Linked DNA regions of Mus musculus: all the other regions are linked to region 1. A link is a contact called in public promoter capture Hi-C data. All regions are on one chromosome and are shown on one strand. The core of a region is the stretch at or near the end of the contact, and the rest is flanking DNA. Distances in the headings are between cores, read along the strand shown.

Region 1 (2,625 bases), core at 68-2,567:
TTGGCAAAGTGTATTCTGCTCCTCTGCAAACTGCCTACCCCCCATTGTAGTCACAGGGCTCAGTGTGATTTAAATATTCGAGGGTCACCGGCATAACAATCGCTTAAGCAGCTGCCTAAAGTACTGTTTCTCAGAGGAATCTCGAGTTCAGTGTGTTTAAAATGAGCCCTAGTGCCAATGTTTGAAACAAAGTCCCCAGGTATGCTCCCACCGGGCACTCTAGTAGTTTGAGAACCACTACTCAGGGTTCACATCGGTCCTTAGCGACTGCTTTCCGACACACACCTGGTTTAAATTGCCAACGCTCTAAATGCTTCTCGCGTCCTTGAAACCAGGGGCACTTTTCCCACCCCTACGGTGTCTTAGTGACCCACACACCTCTGCCCACGAAGAAGTCCGGGGAAGCACTTCCGACCTTTCCCGGAAACCTAACTCCCCGCAGAAGAATAAACGGGCGCTTTCCCCGGGACCCCCCGCTGCTGCTGCCAACGTGGGGGGAGGGGAGACTGGCGCCCGGGCGCTCGGAGGGGGGAGGAGCCGCTTGCCAGCTCGCCCCTCCGCAGGAATTCAAGGGGTGGGGGGATGCAGAGAAAAGGCGTCCCAGCCTCCTCGGGCCCGGGACCTCGGGAGCTCCACACCCGGGCGGCCCCGCCCCCTGCTGCGGTGGGCAGGGCCTCGCCCCTCCCCCGCCCGGGGAGCCGCGCGGAGCCCACCCCCTACGCCCCCCGCCGCGGCCCCCCGGGCAGCTCGGCTCACCAGGCGCGCGGCCTCGGCCCACGTGCGCTCCTTCTTCCTCTTCTGTTTGTCCTTCATCCTCCTCCTCCGCGGCGGCGGTGGCGGCTCCACGCGGGTCCTTCGGGCGGGGCGGACTGGGGCGGTGGCGGCGCGGGGCTGGGGCGGAGGCGGCGGCAGCGGCGGGGGGCGCGTGGCGGCGGCGGCGCGTGCGAGGGCTCGGGTGCGGCCGGAGAGGGCGGGCGCACCGGGACTGGCTAGAGCGAGACCCCGGCGCGAGGGTGGCGCTGGGGGGAGGGGCGGCGGCGGCTCCACGCGCCCGCGCTGCGTCAGTCGCCCACGGTGGCAGCGGCAGCGGCAGCCCCGCGATGGCTAAGGAATGCGGCGGCTCCGCATAACCACGGGGTCAGAGGTCACGGCTCCGGCCTCCGCGTTCCCGCGCTGCTGGGAAACCCAAGAGCGAACTAGTGGCGGGCGGGCCCGGATGGCGAGACGCGGCTTTCCTTTCGACGCTCGGATGCGTGCGTGTCTGCCGTGGGTATGTGTGTGTATGTGTGTGCCCGCGTGTGTGTGAGAGAGAAGAGTGAGGAGGGGGAGTGTGGGTTTTTTTTTTTTTTTTTTGAACAAAAACAAACCGAAAGGGTGGCTGGGATTTGTAGTCCTCACTGGCTTCCTGGCCTACCCCTCTCCGGAAGAAAATGGCTGCCTCAAGTGCTTGGACCACATTTCCCGGAGTGCCCCGGGCTCCTGTTTTCCGCCCACTTTCTTCCGTACCCCGCTGCGCTCCAAGCACGGTAAAGAAGGGGGCGGGAAGTCGGTCAGAAAAAGATGGGGCGGGGTCTCGCGAGGTTCGGGAACTAGCGGAGGCCTGAGGGTTTCTGGGAGGTGGTGCTGGGAAGGGGCGGTGGCTGGACTCCCCCCTGGCCGCGCGCGCGGTTAACCCGTTCAAAGCTTTTTTTTGATTCTGGTGGCGGGTCCAGTGCGGTTTCGGATCTGGAGTTGGTAGTCTGCTACCCTGCTTCCACTGCACCATCCCCCACCGCATACACAGTTCTCTTCTGGACTTCTGGTGGGTGACAAAAAGCAGGACTTTTCTTTTTGGCCCACCCTTAAATGAGTCAACTGGCGCATAGTAATAAGCAAAGAGACACTCATATCAGTAAAACGGTTATTGCACGATTGACCGACTTAGGTGATTAACCCATTTCCTCTTGTAATACCTCTGTGTGTTTGCAGAGAATGCACCTGCAGTTTCCAGCAGCGTTGCCGCCAGGTGAATTTGATGATCCGATAGTAGGTAAACACTGAAGGTCCATCCACAGAAATCTAAATGCACCTGAGTGTATATTTAGACGCAGTTGCCCGGAGAGAGGTCAAGTCCTAATGTCAGCCAACCTAGATTTAGAATCCTAGTTGTGACTCCTTGACTACTCCTAACCCCGCTGAGCCTGTTTGATCAATGTTAGCATAGTATCCCACAACCTTGATGGGGTACAAATTAGCATGAAGTATCTAGAAGATGGGAGAGAATGTGGAAGATCCTGATATTAGGCTCATGTAATTTGGCTTCTGCTGTAGAATAAATGAGAGCTGTTATTACTACACAGTGGGCAATGGAGCCTCTGTTCCTTGATTGCAGTGACAGGATGATAAGGTTTGAAGCACCCAGAACATTATTTTTCTGTGTTTGTTGGCCCAAAGTACAGAAACATCTCTACAGTCTTGAACTGGATTGATGGCCAGGTTTTACAGTTTTTGAAAGGTTTATGTGGGTAAAAAAACACCCTGTACTCTTGTGGTGTTAGTACACAGGCAGCCAGTGCTGAGACGAAGAAATCACCCAGCAGTCCAACCCTTGTACCTAAAGGACTCAGCGGTCCTTATTAGTGCTCA
Region 2 (2,625 bases), core at 64-2,563, 1.8 Mb before region 1:
AAAATTTCAATCTTTTTTAAACCTGCAAAATTAAGCCTTAGGTAACCCTGTGATACACAAGGCTGAATCTCAAACTTGCCCCCAAAAGACTTTATTTCAGATGAGAACCAAGCCCTCTGCCAATCCTGGGAGTGAACATACACAGCCTTTACCTACTTTCTTAAGATAAGGATACAGGAGAACCACCCACTTAAGAGAATGATGATGGGTGGCTAGATGGTGTTCTGTCAACTGTGAAGAAGAAAACCTCCCTCTTCTCCCCACTGCCCCCTTTAGAACAAGTTCACTGCAGCTTAAAGAGGAACAGAAGTCTCAACAGGATTAGGATTCTAACACAGCCAAGAAAACAAGCGAGTGGGGAACTGTGAATTTGGGGTACTTTGCAAGTCACCTGGTCACATCTCTAACTTTAGGCCCAATGCCTACTTCGGGTGCACTGACCCTTATATATTTTTTTTCTCTCTTGAAGTTGCAGCCGGGAACTATGTCTCAAAACTCAAGTCTTCTATTTAAAAGTCCTGCCCTCATTGGGCTTCCACCTTTCAAATGCGCTCACCTCTACTTTTTTCTTTGCTCAAGAAAAGTACGCTCTCGGTAGAAAGGGCTGTGACAGCTCCACGTCTGCAAAAGTCGGTGGCGCCGGCCTGGGCCGGGACCACCATGAGTGGGGACAATGGAGGGAGGAGGGAAGTACAAGACAGAAGGGGAAGCAGTCACTGGGGAAGGTCCTCTGCGAGTGGGAGCTTGGAAAAGTCTCGGGGGGAGCCTGCCAGGTGGCAGGTGGGCCCGGCCGCCGCCCCTCAAAGGGCCACGTCGCGCGGGCGGGCCGCTGCCACCGGGCCCCGCGCGTAGGCCGGGCCGCGGGAGAGGAACCCCCGGGCGCGGCAGCGGGGCGCGGGGCTGGACCCTGCCCACGTCCGCCGCGGCTCGGCTCTCTCCCAACTTGGGGCTCGCGGGCCTACAGGCTCCGGACGCCTAGGCCAAGCACTAGCAGTTCGGCTCGACCTGCTGACCCACCCGCCACTCGGCTCGGGCCACCAGCCGGCTCTCCGGGCGCCCCCCACGGACACCGGCTGCGGGAAGAGCAGCCCCGGCTCTAGGTCCAGACTCGAGCGCCACACTCCTCTACCCTTCGCATTCCCCATGCCTTTTCATCCAAACTCCCTCCAAGCCACAGAAATGACCCCAGTCTGCCTGCGCGTGTTTACCGGGACTCGGGGCGGCGACGACTCCTCAGTCCCTCCGCTAAGATGGCAGCCGGTCCCGAGCCCCGACTACAGCGACTAGAGCTACTTCACACCTAGTGCGCAGGCGCGGCCTCCTCGGCGCAGTCCGGACTACAGGCCCCAGCAGGCCTTGCGCGCCAGCCTCCTAAATCATTTTTCCTCACCTCCAGGTGAAGTGGACACTAAGCCTTGCTCTCTACATCTCCAAGGCTTTTTTCTTTTCTTCCTTCCTTTCTCCTTTCCTTTCTCCCTTCTTTCCTTTCTTCTTTCGTTCCTTCCTTTTGACCCCTTCTTCCCCGCCAGGACCTCTAAAGACTGTTACCAAATGCTAGCGTGTCTCAGAATCACTTGAACAGCTTTTAAAAACAGACTGCTGAGCTCCACCGCCAGTTTCTGACTCAGTAGATCTGGGATGGAATAGGGGTTGCTTTATAATCTGCATTTTTATCAAGTTCTCTCCTGATACTCCTAACAGCAGGAATCACAATTTATGAAGCACTGTGCCGGTTCTATCCTTCTGGAGTTACACTGTTTGGGTTCAAATTCTCCTTTCTCCACCTTTTGACAGGAAGTTCTTAGGAGGGTGACAGCTTGACAGCGCCAAGGCGGCATGAGTTATAAAAACTGAAAAGCATACTTCTAAACGTTTACAACAAAACTATGTGAAAGATGCCATTGGTTACCTTTTCAGATGCTTAAATTAAACTTCTTAACCCAGGCAAAACACATCTAATCCTACCGAATTAATAGGCTGTGCAGTGGTAATAATAGAGGCACGTGATAATTAGCAAACTTTGCTATTATTGTTTATCCTGTTTCCTCGTAAGGAAACTATCTAGAAAGTCACTTAAACTTTTCGAAATACCTTTGAAACTACCATATTATGAATTATGTGCTGAGTTTATTAAACAAAAAAGATTCTGAGTTGGGAGGATGGTTCAGTGGGTAAAGGCTCTTGCCATGCAAGCACAAGGATGTTTGAAACCCCAGCATTCATATAAAAGCTGGCACCAACGGACCCCTAACAGTGGTGGGCAGACATAGGAGCTCCCTAGTCAACGCCCTAGACCACACAGCAAGCTTCAGGTTCCATTAGAAGACAGAGACAAATGGATCTCTGTGGGTTCAAGGCTAGCCATGTCCAAATATCTTGAGAGTTCTAGACCAACCGAGGTTACGTGGTGAAACCCTGGGTTTGGGTTTTTGGGATTTTGTTTTTGTTTTTTAGTTTTGGTTTGGTGTGTTTAAGTATTTAAAAGTTCTTCTGCACTTCCAGCCAATGTTTGCCACATTAGGGATTAAGCTGTAAGAGTTGGCTCAAGATGTAACTCACTAGTAGATACTTACATAGCATTGATGAGGCCCAAGATTTTATCCCCAATATTGAGAGAGTGGTGTG
Region 3 (2,625 bases), core at 78-2,577, 1.5 Mb before region 1:
ATAGAGGATGAGTGAATGGGGGGTAGGGGCTGGGAGGAGAAGAAACTGTGGTCAAGATGTAAAGTATATTAATCAATTAATTGATTAATTTAAAAAGATAAAATCTTATGTAGTCCAGGCTGGTTATGAAATTCTGATATTCATGCCTCTACTTCTCAAGAGCTAGGATGGTAAGTGCTACCACACCCAGCTCAGACAGACCATTTTGTAATTCCAGTAGACCAAAACAAAGACAAACTCAGTAATCAGGTATGAATACAAAAATCAATCAAGAAGAACATTTTGCCAACTACAAAAATCACTAAGTACTTTCCCCATCTCTTCTAACGTGAGGGCTTTTTTTCACTAATCATAGATTAATCCTCACTTGATTCTTTTTATGCAAGAAGCATTAAAAACTTGATAATTACTCTCATCTCCTGATAGCATCTACTTACTTGAGCAGTCCCTTCAGTCACCTGAGTGGATCACCTGACGCCCCAGCTGAGCATTCTTTCAAACAGTGGGGCTTTGCAGTTCCCTGTGGTTACAAACACAGGTGTTTTTTTGTTGTTTTGTTTTTTAACTACAAGCGCATACTCCGAGGCCTTCCTAAATGGCAGCTGTATCTCCCCAGGGAAAATAGATGATACATCCAGAATTGTCTAGCAAAGACTCCATAAACAAGGAGTCATGTACCATATAAGGAAGCTTTAGTCAAAAAAGGACACATAATTAATAGTCCCAGATGATTATATCGCCTAGGACGTTGTAGTGTCTTTACTTATATGGTATGAAGTTCGTCAACAAGTTAATTACCTACTCTACACATTTCTCAACATAGCCCCTTTATTGAGCTAGTTAAGACTATTTCGAAGCTTCCTGACAGACTGTAGCTTGCTGGGCTGTTTCTCCTCAGAGGACGGCTTCGTTCCTCGGTCTAACTATGGAAAACCAGGGAAGAATCTTCTGAAGTAAAAAGCTAGAAGGTTAAACTTCTCACGAAGTGAAACGCTTCTACTGAGGTGCATTCCTCGAATACTAGACCGATTCTAGGGGAAAGCGTGAACTCAGCTCCACGGGTTCATATTAGGGTTTCCACTAAGTTAAACCTGAAAAATGGCCCCAAATTCACTTTACAAGCAACACAGCACTTTTCGAACCTCTTAGGTAACCAGCAGCACAAGAACCCGAACATCCTGACATGTTTAAAACAGTCGTGCACGCCCTCGAAACTCCCGAAGCGCACAAGCGCCGGTCTTTTCTAGCCAAACTACAAGTCCCAGTATGCCCGGCGCCGGGGAGTCGCCGAATAACTCGCGCCACGAGAAGCACGTAAGGTTGGCTTTACTGTACGCCTGCGCTTTGGCGAGCTCTGCGCAGGCGCACTTCCAACGTTTGAGAGGAGGGCGGGGTGTCGCTCCCTTTCGCTGATGCAAGAGCCTAGTGCGGTGCTGTGAGAAGTATCGGTGGGAGCTACGCTGACTCCGGGCCGTGAAGCCGACCGGTTTGACTTTTCATCCCTGCCGAACCCGCTCGAACTACAGCCATGTCCGGGGACGAGGTGAGAGGCTGAGCTGGAGTTAGGGCTAAGGACTGAGGCAGGAAGCCGAACCCACACCTGTGTGAGAAGCCGGGCCTGCGGCCTAGCTGTAGCCGGCCGCCATGTGGAGCAGCCCGGCCTAGGCGTCCCGGAGCTGTGGAGCCGGCGAGGACTCTGGATCCTCAGACTTGGTCTCCCTCGGCTCTCCTCAGGGCGGCGGCGAGGCCTGTCTCCCACGGTGATCGGCGTTTCGGAATGGAGAGCGTGTTGAGCCGTCCTCTCGGAAAGGGGTTGAATGCCGAGTTAGTTTGCCCGGCCGCCCCGGCATTCCTTTCCTCACACACATAGCCGCCTCGGCTCTCACGGCTGAGGGGTCAGGGTGCCCTGCGAGGCCCCTCTCGGTTCCGGTGGAGCACCGAGGTTAAAACTTTGTAGGCTGCCTTTTCCGGGCGGATATCTCGCTCCCGTTTCCCGCTCGAGGCCTTATTTCTTAAGACAGGAACCCAAAGAGCCAGAGGAGAAGATATTTTAAGTCTCAGGAAGTGACCACCTTTCGAGAAAAGTTTTCGGGCCCGAGTCCCAAAGTTTCCTTTACAGGCGAGGTGAGCAGGAAGGTCCGGCTGTGAAACTGACTGGGTTTGGATCTCAGAATTTTTCAAGCCCCGTCCCCCGTTTTATTGTGTCTTTTTTTTTTCTTTTAAATCTTTTTGGGTTTTGCCTTTTCCAGATTTATCCTAGTTCACATACCATTAAATGACTTTAAAGAAAAAAGAGTGGTCTTGGCTTAGATATTGCTTAGCATTGGGCCTAGAAGCCTAATCCTAGCCCCAAGGAAGTACTTTACGAAGAATTTGTGACTTACTTGACTTACAGGCCTAGGGGAGGGGTAAGAGGAATAGTTGAAGGTTCTGTGCAGAGTTGGCTTTTGAATGGGCTCTAGAAATGATCAGAATTTTCTCAACCAATGAGAAAACTGATCACAAGGCGTTTATGGTCAAGAAGGGAGAAAGTGCATAGAAAGTGAAGTATTCACTAGTTTGGTTGAAGTAGATGCTGGTTAGTTTATGGAGGACTTAGGTAACTACATTAAGGAATTAGAGATT
Region 4 (2,625 bases), core at 75-2,574, 1.1 Mb before region 1:
TTATTTTGTTTTGTTTGGGGCAGGGTGCCACAATGTAACCCTGGCTGGCCTGTATAGATCAGGCTGACCTCAAACTCAGCCTCCAACGTGCCTCAAATACCTGTTTTTAGACTGTCACCTGGCATAGACAAAGAAATATCCACAAAGCACGAGTCCCTCTCTTAAACTCAAATTCAGAATCTAGTCTGTCAAGTTTGTTGCCATAGTCTCTGGACTTAGAGTGATAATTTGTATTTAGATGATTTAATAAATATTAAATGAATCGAATGCAAATTGCCTGGTGCTCAAGTAATGTTGGCTATTACTGCTATTTTAATGACAATTAAATTTTTATTGTTCTTATTAAACGATGCCATCCCTCCTCCAAGGATCTTACAATTCTAGGAAGAACGTCTGTAAATGGGATAGCGAAATGGAGGTAAGAATAAAAACACAACTGAGTCACATAGTAGGACTAGTCAAAGACAATATTAAACAAACTAACAAAACACAACCAGACGCCAACTTCGGACTTTTCCGAGGAACACACATAACAAACTGTGATTACGATAGTGAGTTTTCACACTTGAGTATGATGTGCAACTGTGTGTTCAGGGGATTTTACTGGATTCACTAAACCCTACTACAGAGCATTCAGAGTACGTTCCTCACAACCCATTTTTCAGATCGAGCAACTGAGACTTTTGGAGCGCCAAGGTCACAGCCTACTCGCGAGGGAGCCAGGACATGAACCCAAAGCAGTCCGACCCCAGAGCCTACATTCAACAGGGCCCTCCGGAATATCAGCCCGGCATCCTCCAACATCTACCACTCGTCGCTCCAATTCCGGCGTGTTTCCCGGGACCGGACTTTCAGCCCCGATGCCGCGAAAACAAAACAATACTTCTCTCGCGGACAGTCCATAGGGCGCCCGCCAGGCCTGAGCTCCAAGGCCGCTCCACACAGTCCTGCTCAGCACCCGGAGCCGCGAGCCCCACAGGAAGCGCCGGGATAGCCCCGAGGGCCCCGGAAGGCCGGGGAGCCGCATGACCTTGGATCCAGTGCCCCAATCCCGGCCTCAGTTTCCCTGCCCAGGCCTCCCGCCGGGGGGCCTCTGCAAAGCCTCCCGCCTATGGAGCAGCAGGCCCCTCAACACACACCCCTCAGCCGTCCGCCTTCCCGCCCCACTTACGTTGGAAGGCGGCCGCTCCAGGGACGCCCACCATCGCGGAGCGCAGTCTGTCGCGAGCGCCGCTCGCTTCGACCCTCTGCCTGAGCCCTCCGCAGGCGCAGGCCGGGACCTGCACCCGCCGAACTCGCCCGCACCAGCGCCGCCGCCGCCGCTGCCGCCGCCGCCGTTAGGCCGCGCGCCGCCCCGCCCCCAGACAGCCCCGGCACGCCCCCGCCGCGCGCTCCCGCGCGCAGACCAACGCACGCGGAAGACGGGCCCGAGGGCGCTCACGCGAAGCACCGCCTCCTGACCTGGCCCGCCCCTTCCGCGCCAGGCTGCGTCCTATCCTGGAGCGGCCTGCACTTCGACCCGCCTCCCGCGCGCTATGCGTGGCCGCAGGGAGCCGCCCTTCTCCGAGCTCCAGACTTCCGGATGTGGCCTGGGCGGCAACCTAGGAACGGGGGCGGAGTCCCGGGGCGGGGCTTCGGGGAGGGACGTTTCAGGTGCAGGCCTTGTAACGCTTTGACGGTTGTATTGGGTGTTAAAATTGTTCTTTCCTCCTTTTACTTATTTGTTTTTACATTGACTTATTGCATATGTGTGCGTGTATATGTTTGAGGGAGTCCAACGCATGTATGTGAATGTCAGAGAACAAGTCGGGAGCAGGCTCTCCTTTCACCCTGTGGATCCAGCAGGTCAAATTTCGGGCATCAAGTTTGTTTGACAGCAAGCATCTTTGCCAAATTAGCTATCTCGCAGATTTCTACATCTTTTGCGGCTATAGGAATCTAAATGTTTAAAACAACTAGCTGTCATTACTGATTTCTGTATCAGATCAAGGGGCTTTGTGGGGTTTGTCTGTGTTTGTGAGGAGGGGCACGTGTATGTGCAGGGGTTTTTTTGTTGTTGGTGGTGGTTTTTTGACACAGTCTCACTTGTAGCTCTAGCTGTCCTGGAACTCACAGATAATCTATCTACCTAACTCTACCTCCCAAGTGCTTGGGACTAAAGGCCTGAACTACCAGGCCTGGTTAAGTGCAGGTTTATTTTGGTTTGTTGAAACAATGTCATAATGTACATTTGGCTATTCTGAACTCACTGACCTACACCAGGTTAGCCTTGAACCTTAAGCTATACTTCTAAGTCTATCTCCCAAAGCTGTGTCTATAACACCAGCAGGCCTCACAAAAAGTTGTTTCTGAAAAGGGCCTATTTTGTATGTCTAGCTGGGCTGGAACACACAGTGTAGCCACAAAAGCCTGGAACTCTCACACATCCTCCTCCCGTGGCCTCCCAAGTGCTGGGATTGTAAGCAAGAGTCACTAGCCTGTCTTCAACAGCTGCTTTTATACACTCTGCAATTAACCATCTCAGTACCAAATACAGTTTCTCCCCTTTTCTACACATTCGCTAGAGTCTCTCCCACTGGGTTGTCCACCTATTTCTGTTAGCAAACTCAAAACATAAATCCTCCG
Region 5 (2,625 bases), core at 76-2,575, 1.0 Mb before region 1:
ATATTTATGGTGAAGCTTGGAAAAAACACTTATGCTACATAGGGTGGTTCTGACCCCAGGGCTCCGATCTGGCTGAATCCTGTTCTCAGCATTTTCTTGAGTGTAGGGACTATGGGTTCGGTCTGGGGGAGAAGAGGTATTTTGGCTAGAGTCAACAGGGAAGGGAGAATGGCTGAGAGGGCCAGGGCAGGAATGTGACAGGAGTAGGGTAAGGAGGTAGTGAGGAACAATTAGGCTGTTCAGGGCCATCTGGGAGATCCAGGAAAGACGAGGCCGTTCAGAGCTAGCCACAGAAACCACTGGTTAGCCTCTTTTCTATTTTTTTTTACATTTATTCTATTCCATCTGTCTGTCTGCCTGTCTGTCTGTCTATCCATCATCTACGAAATTTTACTATGTAGCTCTTTCTGGCTTCGAATTAGCCTGCCTTTGCCTCCTGAGAACACCGAAGTGTGCTACAGCGTCCTGAGACGTCTGTGTGTGTGTGTGTGTGTGTGTGTGTGAGAGAGAGAGAGAGAGAGAGAGAGAGAGAGAGAGAGATGTTGCATGTCCCATGGCCTATCTGTGAAGTTCAGAGGGCTTGTGGGAGCCAGTTCTCCCTTCACCTTGTGGGTTCTGGGGATTAGACCCCAGGTCGTCAAACAGCAAGTGTCCTACATGCTGAGCCATCTCACCAGCCCCATGGTGGCCCTTTTCTTAAAGGGTCTGGTGAGGAGAGGGAAGGAAAGTACATATGGCAGGAGGGAGCTAACGGGTGACAGGCTTGAGGAGAAGTCAGAGCTCCTATTTTCCAGGGGGCAGAACACCCCTAAGAATCCCTTACTCTCTTGGGGCAAGGGCAGATACAGACTCTGAGACTGCCCACCTGTTTGTTTGTTTGTTTGTTTTTCTAATTAAAAAAGATTTATTATGCATAATAGTACAGTGTCGCGGTCTTCAGACACACCAGAAGAGGGCATCCATCGGATCCCTTTACAGATGGTTGTGAGCCACCATGTGGTTGCTGGGAATTGAACTCCAGACCTCTGGAAGAGCACTCAGTGCTCTTAACCGCTGAACCATCTCTCCAGCCCGCCTACCTGGTTTTAAGCTTTACTTAACTTTTTTTTTTGGGGTGGGGTGGGGTGGGGGTGGGGGGCGGTATTAGCATTTAAAGAAGTAGTAGGTCTCACGGCTTTATTTTTCAAAGCCAGGGTCCTGGGACTCGAAGCCGGCAGGAAACACTACCATTAGAACACCGCGGGCGAAAGTCACGGCGGAACAGAAGTTGCACGCCTAGGCGCGCAGCGGAGGACTCCTGAGAAGGGAACCCACGCAGATCGACAGTTTCCGGTTTCGGACGCGGACCTTGCAGTTGTGGGAGGTGAGAGGCTTGAGATTGAGTTTAGTGTCCTGCGGGTGACCCGCGGTGGCGCAGGGCGGGCTCGCACCGTCCAGGAAAAGCCAGAAGCGCTAGGAGAAGGTATCACTGGGCAGTGTTAGGCCTTGAGTAGGACCGCTGCGAGTGTAGCTCAGCCCCGCTGCCGGCTCTTGGCCAAGTCACAGCGTCCTTCTAAGCCCTAGTATTTGCCCTGTGAAGCAGAGATGGGGTCTGATAGACCTCGGAGAGGGGCTACGGGGCTCACGCAGTTGCCGCCGCCACGCCTAGCACTCACACGCTTGGATGTGGTAGGTGGTTCCGCGCTGTGCTGTGCAAAAACTTGAAGCTTTTGATCCTTCCACCAGGTTCGTCAGAAAGGACCGTTCCCCACCCCAACACTCATACATGAAGACGCGCCCAGAACCCGGCCAAGGTCCATGCTTTGAAATGAAGTGTGGGCTGCTAGTGAATGATTGTGAGCCACCACTTGGTTGCTGGGAATTGAACTCAGGCTCTGGAAAAGCAGTCAGTGCTCTTAACCACTGAGCCACTGCTCTAAGTCCCCCCCTCCCCCAATCTAAGTTTTTAATGTGTAATTCTTATAACATCTGGCAAGGGGTAAGGTCCTATTGTACTTTTTTTTTTTTTTTTTCCAAAATGGATATGACATTTGTAGTCCAGAGGTGGAAATTTGACTTGTAAAAACGTGGTCACACAACAATTAAAGGGCAGAAGTAGATGATTTGAAAGCTCACACCTGGGCTGTTAAGATGGTTCACATACCATAATATGCATAAAAATAAAAATGTGAAAAAAATTAAAACTCAAACCAAAAGTCTCCTCTCCGACAAGAGAGTAGGTTGGTGTTTTTTTTTTTAATTACATTTTATTTATTTGGTTTTTGTTCCTGTGCTCATGCACATGAATGTGCCATACATAGTGTATGTGTAGAGATAGAAGAATCTATGGAAAAGAATTCTTTCTACTGTGTGGCTTTCAGGGAGTCAGGCTTGGTGGCAGGTGCCTTCATCCACTAAGCCATGTCACTGAGCCGCCTTTATTTATTTTCACCTGTAAATTAGAGATATAATATATTTTAAGAGCCCTCACTGTTGTCCAGGCAGTCCTGGGCTCAAATGATCTTCCTGCCTTAGCCTCCCAGGTTACTGGGAATATAGGTTTACCATGTTTAGATTAAGGTAAACTATCATAAAACGTACCTTAAGGGAGGTGGTGGTGCACACCTTAAATCTCAGCACTCAGGA

Evidence for each region. Promoter capture Hi-C pulls out the DNA fragments that hold promoters and counts their contacts.
Region 2: a contact with region 1 is called in a promoter capture Hi-C map of pre-B cells, with 3 times the contacts expected there. The contact joins the promoter of Itch here to the promoter of Asxl1 in region 1. A contact is called at or near these places in 1 of 39 promoter capture datasets (pre-B cells) and 1 of 9 other capture datasets (adipose tissue).
Region 3: a contact with region 1 is called in a promoter capture Hi-C map of pre-B cells, with 3 times the contacts expected there. The contact joins the promoter of Eif2s2 here to the promoter of Asxl1 in region 1. A contact is called at or near these places in 2 of 39 promoter capture datasets (the C10 cell line and pre-B cells).
Region 4: a contact with region 1 is called in a promoter capture Hi-C map of liver, with 2.1 times the contacts expected there. The contact joins the promoter of Cbfa2t2 here to the promoter of Asxl1 in region 1.
Region 5: a contact with region 1 is called in a promoter capture Hi-C map of hippocampal neurons, with 2.7 times the contacts expected there. The contact joins the promoter of Cdk5rap1 here to the promoter of Asxl1 in region 1. A contact is called at or near these places in 2 of 39 promoter capture datasets (cranial neural crest and hippocampal neurons).

What each region holds. Positions count from the first base shown.
Region 1 is chr2:153,344,522-153,347,146 of GRCm38.p6, reverse strand. It overlaps Asxl1 (additional sex combs like 1), which reads right to left and starts at 1,317. Exons shown (of 13, transcript NM_001039939.2): 1 at 757-1,317. The coding sequence starts at 813. It overlaps 2500004C02Rik (RIKEN cDNA 2500004C02 gene), which reads left to right and starts at 1,337. Exons shown (of 2, transcript NR_040318.1): 1 at 1,337-1,526.
Region 2 is chr2:155,132,169-155,134,793 of GRCm38.p6, reverse strand. Itch (itchy, E3 ubiquitin protein ligase) reads right to left here and starts at 1,313. Exons shown (of 25, transcript NM_008395.3): 1 at 1,209-1,313.
Region 3 is chr2:154,891,608-154,894,232 of GRCm38.p6, reverse strand. It overlaps Eif2s2 (eukaryotic translation initiation factor 2, subunit 2 (beta)), which reads left to right and starts at 1,327. Exons shown (of 9, transcript NM_026030.2): 1 at 1,327-1,543. The coding sequence starts at 1,529.
Region 4 is chr2:154,435,183-154,437,807 of GRCm38.p6, reverse strand. It overlaps Cbfa2t2 (CBFA2/RUNX1 translocation partner 2), which reads right to left and starts at 1,324. Exons shown (of 11, transcript NM_172860.2): 1 at 1,172-1,324. The coding sequence starts at 1,205.
Region 5 is chr2:154,371,419-154,374,043 of GRCm38.p6, reverse strand. Cdk5rap1 (CDK5 regulatory subunit associated protein 1) reads left to right here and starts at 1,325. Exons shown (of 14, transcript NM_025876.2): 1 at 1,325-1,363.